Regions from separate parts of the Mus musculus genome. Here region 2 is linked to region 1. Evidence: chromatin contacts called from public Hi-C data. All regions are on one chromosome and are shown on one strand. The core of a region is the stretch at or near the end of the contact, and the rest is flanking DNA. Distances in the headings are between cores, read along the strand shown. Region 1 holds the start of Thbd (thrombomodulin). Region 2 has its middle 35 kb from the start of Cd93.

The links. A called contact is a pair of places that touch in the nucleus more often than the background predicts.
Region 2: a Hi-C map of muscle stem cells shows a contact between it and region 1, with 2.0 times the contacts expected there. The contact joins the enhancer-like site here to the promoter of Thbd in region 1. A contact is called at or near these places in 5 of 39 promoter capture datasets (the 3T3-L1 cell line, the C10 cell line, the HPC-7 cell line and 2 more), 1 of 15 datasets of contacts at CTCF or cohesin (the NIH/3T3 cell line), 5 of 484 Hi-C or Micro-C datasets (adipose-derived mesenchymal stem cells, bone marrow-derived macrophages, muscle stem cells and 1 more), 5 of 115 datasets of contacts at active chromatin or transcription factors (the HPC-7 cell line, bone marrow-derived macrophages, embryonic stem cells and 2 more) and 3 of 9 other capture datasets (adipose tissue, embryonic stem cells and liver).

What each region holds. Positions count from the first base shown.
Region 1 is chr2:148,406,838-148,411,291 of GRCm38.p6, reverse strand. Thbd (thrombomodulin) reads left to right here and starts at 3,104. Exons shown (of 1, transcript NM_009378.3): 1 at 3,104-4,454. The coding sequence starts at 3,346.
Region 2 is chr2:148,476,645-148,481,025 of GRCm38.p6, reverse strand. No RefSeq gene overlaps it. Among named protein-coding and RNA genes, the nearest start is that of Cd93, 35 kb to the right of the region's middle. Within about 2 kb of position 2,510, at least 111 of the 459 cell types and tissues checked have an H3K27ac peak or open chromatin away from gene starts, as enhancers often do. A contact at or near this core is called in the HPC-7 cell line, adipose tissue, adipose-derived mesenchymal stem cells and 4 more, where this site is marked.

The DNA.
Region 1 (4,454 bases), core at 1,855-4,354:
ATCAGACTTACCTCGTTCCCCAGCTGAAAAGTTCTGAATTCATACAGTTGAATCCTTCTTAACAGTCTGCTTTACGGGAACCTTTATCACCGTCGTTCCCCAGCTGATGAGTTCTGAATTCGGCAGTTGAATCCTTCTCAACAGTCTGTGTTACGGGAACCTTTATCACCGTCGTTCCCCAGCTGATGAGTTCTGAATTCGGCAGTTGAATCCTTCTCAACAGTCTGTGTTACGGGAACCTTTATAAACGTGATCCGCAGTTCTGGTTCTGAAATGAAGTATCCCTCCTGCGCCAGTCCGGAGTTTTTTCTCGTCCCGGATTTTCTCGTCCCGGAATTCGGCACCAATTGTTATTCGACGCGTTCTCACGACCGGCCAGGAAGAACACCACAGACCAGAATCTTCTGCGGCAAAGCTTTATTCTTACATCTTCAGGAAAAGAGAGCAAGAAGCAAGAGAGAGAGAAAACGAAAACCCCGTCCCTCTTAAGGAGCATTCTCCTTCGCCTCGGACGTGTCACTCCCTGATTGGCTGCAGCCCATCGGCCGAGTTGACGTCACGGGGAAGGCAGAGCACAAGTAGTCATAAGATACCCTTGGCACATGCGCAGATTATTTGTTTACCACTTAGAACACAGGATGTCAGCGCCATCTTGTAACGGCGAATGTGGGGGCGGCTCCCAACAATAGTCATTTGGGAAGAGAGAAGCTCAGTTGTAAAAATGCCCCCAGTTGATTGGCCTGTAGGCAAGCCTGTGGTGCACTTTCTTGACTGATGATTGATGTGGACGGGCCCATCTCCTTGTGGGAAGTGCCACTCTTGGGCTGGTTGGTCCTGGGTGATATAAGAAGACAAGCTGAGCAAACCATTGAGAAGCAAGGCAGTAAGCAACATTTCACTCTGGCCTCTGTGTCCGTTCCTGCCCTTAGGTTCACGCCCTGACTCCTCTGGACAATGAACCTTAAGCAGGAAGATGAAACAAACTGCTCTCTCCTCAAGTTGCGTTTGGTCATGGTGTTTTCTCACAGCCACAGAAACCCTAATTAAGGCAGTTGTCGTATTGAAAAGTCCCCACTCAGGAGGGTAACCACCATTTAATTCCATGCTCTCACAGCACTGAATAATCCCACCAGTTCACACTCTGCAGACAGTGCCTCTGGTCCATGCCCTGTTGTCTTCTACCTAGGGGATGCCCCTACTCTGGAACAGTGCCCCTGGAGGTCCCATCCCACATAAGAAAGCTGCCCCCTTCTCTAGAGGCTATCCCCTTGTCCAACCCCTAGTCATTCTTCTCTCTTTCCTAGGACCCAGGCATTGCTATATTTATTCCCATTCCCTCTGGAGTTTTCTTTCCTGGAGAGCTGAGGCAGCTTTGACCCAATAAAGACAACGTCAGTCAAGGGGGTGGTGGACTCTACAGGTCCCAGCTCTGGCTTGACAGAGACAGAGTCCCACATGGGCAAGCAGATGGAGGATGTTCCACCTGCTTCTTTTTACAATTTCAGTGCTTTCATTTCACCCTCTTTTTTTTTTTTTTTTTTTTTTTTTTTTTTTTTTTTTTTTGGTTTTTTTGAGACAGGGTTTCTCTGTATAGCCCTGGCTGTCCTGGAGCTCACTTTGTAGACCAGGCTGGCCTCGAACTCAGAAATCTGCCTGCCTCATTTCACCCTCTTGGCCACGCGTCCCTCTGTGAATGTTTTTCTCCACGTGAGGACACCGCAGCCTTCTGTTCTCATCTAAAGTCCGAGCTGTACTGAACCAGAGAAGCTATTCATTTGTAAGCCATGGGAACTTCGCGAGGCTTCCCACAGACGAATTTCCTAACCTTCAGCTTTGCTCCAGGCAGTCTGAGCTGCTCCGTAGCAGTTGTAGTAAGTAATGCTCTACTGTCCTTGGATTGGTCTAGAGTTCAACAGCACCGCCTCCTGGCAGTGGGGTGGAAGTGACTGCCACGGAGTGCAGGGTCCTCTTGGTGTGTGTGTGTGTGTGTGTGTGTGTGTGTGTGTGTGTGTGTGATGACGCGCACGCTTGGGGAATAGGCAGATGAGAGAGGTGGGGAGGAGGTGGCTAAGCTTTGATTTGAACACAGCCCTCCACATTCTTGGTGAGTGCTTAGCATCTAAAAGTCTTAAGTGACAGATTCCCTTCCTCCCCTCCCAGCTGCCCACAAGACACTCCTCTTCAATGCCCTTTGTGAGCAAACGGATTGTGTAGGCACCTCTATCTTTTGAGACTCTCAAATGACGATGGAAATGATCACGTCAAAAGGAACCAAGTAGGCTCTATTGTAGCTCATACAGTCTCCTTGCAAAGCCCCCTCCCCCCCTCCCCACCCCGGGGCCAGTTTCATTGAGGGGTCTGAGATAGGCTTGGAGGAAAACAAAACAAACCAGAACAAAGGAACGCAACACACCTTCCCCAGAGGATTCTGCAGGAATTGAACTGGGAAAGGGGGCCATGATCTCTGAGCCCAGACAAAACTTGCACGATGTTCTCAAGCAACTAGATAGGGTCTGGCCTTGGAGATGCCTGCTCAGAACAGGAGAGGAATGGAGACTGGAGAAGGGTTTGGGGTTATTAGACCACTCTCTCCTCTTGCTGCCCTAGTATTGTTTCCCCTGGCCTCCTCCAAGGTCATTTGGGACCTAAACCTCCGATTGTCAATGCAGCCAGGCTTCCTGAGTTCCTGCCTTGCATTTAGCTCACCTTTTTCAGAGTCTTGCAAGTCTCAGACACACCTCTACTGGACTTTTCTTTTCCCTGCCCCACCAACCGGACCATCTTCCAAACTTTGGTAGCATCTATGTGGAAGTGTGAGTGTGAGTGTGTGTGTGTTCGCGTCTGAGTGTGTGTACGTGTGTAGAGGTTTAAACACAGGCTACCCGCGGGCTATACCGGAGAGTCTGGGGCAGGAACTGTCGTCTTGCTGACACAGTTCTGTTCTGTGGTGGCGCCTGCAGGCCACGCCCGAGGGCCTCCCAACGCCCAGACAGACTTTTTAACTCATCGCGCAGAGGTGATCCCAGGCTGGAGGGCGGGCGCAAGGCGTCCGGAGAACCCAGTAATCCGAGAACGCAGCATCAGCCCTTCCCACCAGGCACTTCCTTCCTTTTCCCGAACGTGCAAAGAGGGAGGGCCGCGCATTTATAAACTGGAGCTTCAGCGGAGTGGCATGTTAGAGGCTGCCTCGCAGGGACTAGGAGCCTGGGCTAGAAACGTCTAGGTTGTGATAGAGGCTAGCTGCTGTCGCCGCAGGCATACGGAAACCCCTCTGCCTGGACTGGGTGTCTGCACCAGCGCAGGGCTAGCTTTTCTCGGAACTTGCACGGTGCACCCCTGGACAGCATGCTTGGGATTTTCTTTCTGGGTGTGCTGGCTCCAGCTAGCCTGGGGCTCTCCGCACTAGCCAAGCTGCAGCCCACAGGCAGTCAATGCGTGGAGCATGAGTGCTTCGCGCTTTTCCAGGGCCCCGCGACCTTCCTCGATGCCAGCCAGGCCTGCCAGCGCCTGCAAGGACATTTGATGACAGTGCGCTCCTCAGTGGCTGCCGATGTCATCTCCCTTCTGCTGAGCCAGAGCAGTATGGATTTAGGGCCCTGGATCGGTTTACAGCTCCCGCAGGGCTGTGACGACCCGGTGCATCTCGGGCCCCTGCGCGGCTTCCAGTGGGTTACTGGCGATAACCACACCAGTTACAGCAGGTGGGCGCGGCCCAACGACCAGACGGCTCCACTCTGCGGCCCTCTGTGCGTCACGGTCTCGACAGCAACTGAAGCTGCACCCGGCGAGCCGGCCTGGGAAGAGAAGCCATGCGAGACTGAGACCCAGGGTTTCCTCTGTGAGTTTTACTTCACAGCTTCCTGCAGGCCTCTGACGGTGAATACTCGCGATCCTGAGGCTGCCCACATCTCTAGTACCTACAACACCCCGTTCGGGGTCAGTGGTGCGGACTTTCAAACGCTGCCGGTAGGCAGTTCCGCCGCGGTGGAGCCCCTTGGCTTGGAGCTGGTGTGCAGGGCCCCGCCCGGAACTTCAGAGGGACACTGGGCTTGGGAAGCGACAGGAGCCTGGAATTGCAGCGTGGAGAATGGTGGCTGTGAGTACTTGTGCAATAGGAGCACGAATGAACCCAGATGCCTCTGCCCCAGAGACATGGACCTGCAGGCCGATGGACGTTCGTGTGCAAGACCTGTGGTTCAATCGTGCAACGAACTCTGCGAGCATTTTTGTGTCAGCAACGCTGAAGTGCCAGGCTCTTACTCCTGTATGTGTGAGACAGGCTACCAGTTGGCTGCAGACGGACACCGGTGTGAGGACGTGGATGACTGTAAGCAGGGGCCCAATCCATGTCCCCAGCTCTGTGTTAACACCAAGGGCGGCTTCGAATGCTTCTGCTATGATGGCTATGAGTTGGTGGATGGAGAGTGCGTGGAGCTTCTGGATCCGTGTTTCGG
Region 2 (4,381 bases), core at 1,261-3,760, 70 kb before region 1:
TTTCCTCCCAATGTTGACAGGGCTAAGGTGAACACAGAGACCCTAACACTGGGGTTCCTCTGCTTGGATGCTGAAAGATAAACATTCCCCAGGATGTGCATAAACCTTCTGATAACACAATTATGCACAATTCATCATTCTGTGGTTACATGACAGTTAACTATATATATATATATATATATATATATATATATATATATATATATATATTATTGGATCCCTATAATACTCTTATTTTGTTTCCATAGTTCCACAATATTAACGATAAACACTGGTTTTATAATTAAGATAATTCTTTTAGGATGAATTCCCTCTGGAGTAATCATCTGGAGAAAAGCAGTGGTGTAAGTGCACACACACACACACACACACACACACACACACATACATGTAAACGTCATATTCTAGTTTGGCTTCTGCAGCTGACTGGACAGTTCCTTCAACCAGGTCAAGTCATTTAACCTTGCTCAATCTGATTTCTTTGCTCTTATGAAAGAATGGCTCGGCGCTTGGGAACAGAGTGTGGCTGGAGCAACAGAAACGCTATTCACAAAAGGGCTGATGTGACTCTCCATGGTAGACTTTAACACGTCGTATTACTTTGAATCTCATGCTTTAGTGTGATGATGTTGCACTACCTAAAACGTTCTTTCATATGTAGCCTCAGTAGAAATTAAATATTAAAAATTCGGTCTCACTTTTCAGTTGGAAAGTAACACAGCAGGGACTGCGGTGCGGTGTGGAGGTAGAGAACACGCTTAGTATGGACAAGGCCCTGGGTTAAATCTCCGGCACACTGTCCCACCCCAACGTGTTCCGAAAATAACGTATCTACCAGCCTCTGCTTCCTGTCACATAACTTCAGCCACCACCATCTCCTGGATGTCTCAAAGTAGCATGGTGTTCTTTATGTTGACTCTTGAGGACTAATGAATGTCAGAGCCATTATAACCACACCTGAAATACAGGTAAACAAGGCTCAACTCTATTATGACCTTTAATATAAAAGATCAACCAGTGCCTGGTCTGGAGTCTCTAAGCCTTCTTTCCCCACCAGTGACCCCTAGCTTAGGAGTCTGGCTCAGGAATGCTGAGCCAACAGGCTTGCAGTCTACTCTAGAAACAGATCTGAAGCATTCAAGGTGCTGTCTTGGCTTTCAGGGAAAACGGAGGAACTTTTTATTATAGCAGAGGTCCTCTGTCCATCTCACTTGTCCCCATCCCCACCCCCAAAAGGTCCCAAATTAAATGCCTTAAATTAAGGAGTTATCGAAAATGATCTAGGCACTTTTCTTTAAACTAAATTGAGAAACCAACAGTTTAAATCCCTTGCCATGCACAGGAGCTACACAGCAGCAGGAACTCTGTGTAGATGTGGGTTTGTATTAATTCCTGGATACCTCGCTGAGCAGCTGGAGAACAGGAAGCCCACATTCCTGGCCGTCTGGGAGAAATGGGGGGGGGGTTCCATGCTTCCATGGATTTGAAAGAATTCTTCTAATTATGAACTCTAAGTACTCACTGCAAGTCGTGGCTCTCAACATTCAGCCTTGGCTGTCTACACATTGGTTGCCTATAGCCTCAGGGAGATGAAGGTCTCTCCAAATCAGCGGTCTATTTTCACCATGAAGCTAAGTCCTCCAATAGTGTTTTGTGCTTTGTAACCTTAAAAGGTTTTTAAGTGATACAGATAACACTAAATCAGTGTAACAAAAACTGAAGTCCTGGCAGAGTCAACGAACTTGTTCTGGGTCAAAAACAGATGCTATATGTGAGACTGGGTTAATAGATCTCAATGCAATAGTCTAAAAACTTATTCTCTTCCTGTCATTTTTATTCTTATGACATTAATGAATTATTAAACCCTTCAGTATATATAATTAGTTTTTAAAAAGGTTTTATGTATATTAATGTTTTGCCTGCATAGCTATATGTGCTCTACCTACATGCCCAGTGCCCTCAGAGGTTATAAGAGGGCATTAGACCCCCCCCTCACCTGGAATTACAAATATTTGTGAGCCATCATGTGAGTGCTGGGAACTGAACGTAGGCCCTCTGCAAGAACAGCATGTGCTCTTAGCCATGGAGCTGTCTCTTCATCCCTCAACTATATAAAATTTATAAGCCAAGTCTGAGGCAAAAGCAAACTTATTTTCTCATTCATTGTGTTTCTCTTTTCTGAAGTGTTGAGGCTAGGACAAGGGGTCCTTTACATGCATACATTAGACAAGTGTTCTACAACTGAGACATATATCCAATCATTTATTAAAGCTTTTAAATTAACAGTCTTCCCTAAACCTTAACATTACTGAGCCCCATCCTAGCTGCTTTTCTGAAAGTGGGTTTCTGGCATGTAGTATTTGACAGCAAGAAAAAAATGCAGAAGGCAAGAACATAGTTGTAAGATAGCTAATGTCCAGCCCTGCACACCAGCTTGGGACAAAGCACCATGTCACCTAGGCAACTAGCAGTGACTCACAGACCTCGAGTGCCCAACAAGGAGGAGCTTGTTCCCACTGACTAGCCGGGAGAATCCTTTGTGTAATGAAATCAACAGCTGCCCAGTAAGGCTGACACTATTTCCTGGACCTTGAATCTAATAAAAGGACTGATCTGACACATTTCCTGAAGTCCTATCTTGGTTTTGCAGAAGAAAACCTTAGGCTCCTTATTAGGGCTTAACCTGTAGCCTGCTAGCTGGACTGAAGTTGTGCTCCGCCACTATATAGCATCTTGGGGGGGGGTATTTTCTGACTATATTTGTCTTCTTGCATGTATGTCTTCCCATTGTCAGGCATCCCTAAACTAGCTGAACCCTATCTTTTACTGTGTCATAGGAACCCCTTTGTGCCCAATTAGGGTCCTAGGGACAGGACCCTTGTGTTCATTGGCATGCTGGGCTGTTCATGTTTCCCAGAGTTGGCAGAAAAAGTATCAGTCATTATTACATAGTAATAATAATGCCATTATTATAAAACAAACTATGTAAACTCCTAAGTAAATATGAAAAAAAACAATTTTTTGCATTTATGAGTTCTTAATAGTCTTATTTGATTTTATAACAGTCTGAGCTTCTGGGTTCTGTTTAGTCTGTGATACCTGTCTCATGGAAATGTTACAGGATGATGGACTACTCTGGTATAAGTCATACTCCAGAAGTATAAAGTCCTGAACACCACAATTATAAGCACTGATAGGAAATGATCAAAATCCCCTAAAATCTAAAATTTGGTAAATCACAGTCCCAGTAGATTACAAGTCCAAAATGTTGTAATCTTCAAATGTAAAATTCCCAAAGTCTCAGTTTCCATGGAAAACAGAAGAAGAGGGAGACAGCTGGGAAAGCAACGCCCTGGGCAACAGTGGAAATGCTGTTGTTTTTTTGACAGGCTCTGCAGCCATTATCAAATGTCCCTGTCTTCTCTGTCACATGGAGCTCCTTCACTTCCTCCCCTCTTATATGTCCTCATATCTGTCACAGTCTTGGTGAAGTCTTGGGCACAGTCCTGGTGAAGCACACCAGAAGTGTGTTTTAAGCAGCATCCTGCCCTACCCAGCACAAGACCATTTCCAACCAGCCAGAGGCTTCCCTGGCTTCTCCAGGCAGATAGTTTTAGTTTTTTTAGATGCTCTTGAGAGTTCAGCCGCTAGAAAGGATGCATGAGTATAGAAAGTGATGCATTTCTGAAAGGGAGATTTTGCTGTCGTCATATGGTTTTCAGGATTCCCCTCCATAGGACTTGAGGTTTGATGGATTTCAGACTTTGGAATTTCAATGTGTGGGATTTTAATATTTTAGAATTGTGGTTTTGGAGATTTTACACTTTATAGATTTGTAATTGTAGAGAATGTGAGCTTTAGGAGTGGGAATTTCAATCTCTAGTATCATGTCTTCTGAATATGTGGCTTTGGGGGGAGAGGGGTGTGAACAGCCCCCTCTCCTCTCCCCAATCCAAGATCTGTACTTAGTAAACAGCTAGGTCCTCACTGAGCCTCATGATGCTGGTACTTGGATAGCAAGCTTTCCTCCAAGAAGTTCCAGTGAGTTGTGTTTCATATATTTTACTGTAATAGAATCTTGGGCATGAGAACCAACCTTGCCATGATGCTTGTTTGGAACCCAGCAATATGCAGAACACTTTGGTCTTGTCCTCAGTCTCTGAATGTCTGTCCTATGTGGCTAGACCTGCTTCACGAGTCATGCATCAAGCATTGGAGCAGAGTCAAACGATTGGAATTCAAATCACACCAGACCATGACCTTGACCCAGGATAGTTTCTACAGACGTCAGTACCTCAGCTTTGAATAAGATTGACCTAACCGTTGGGACCCCCTCCCATGGTTGTTATGAATGTTTGAAAACATGATAAGTTGATAATCA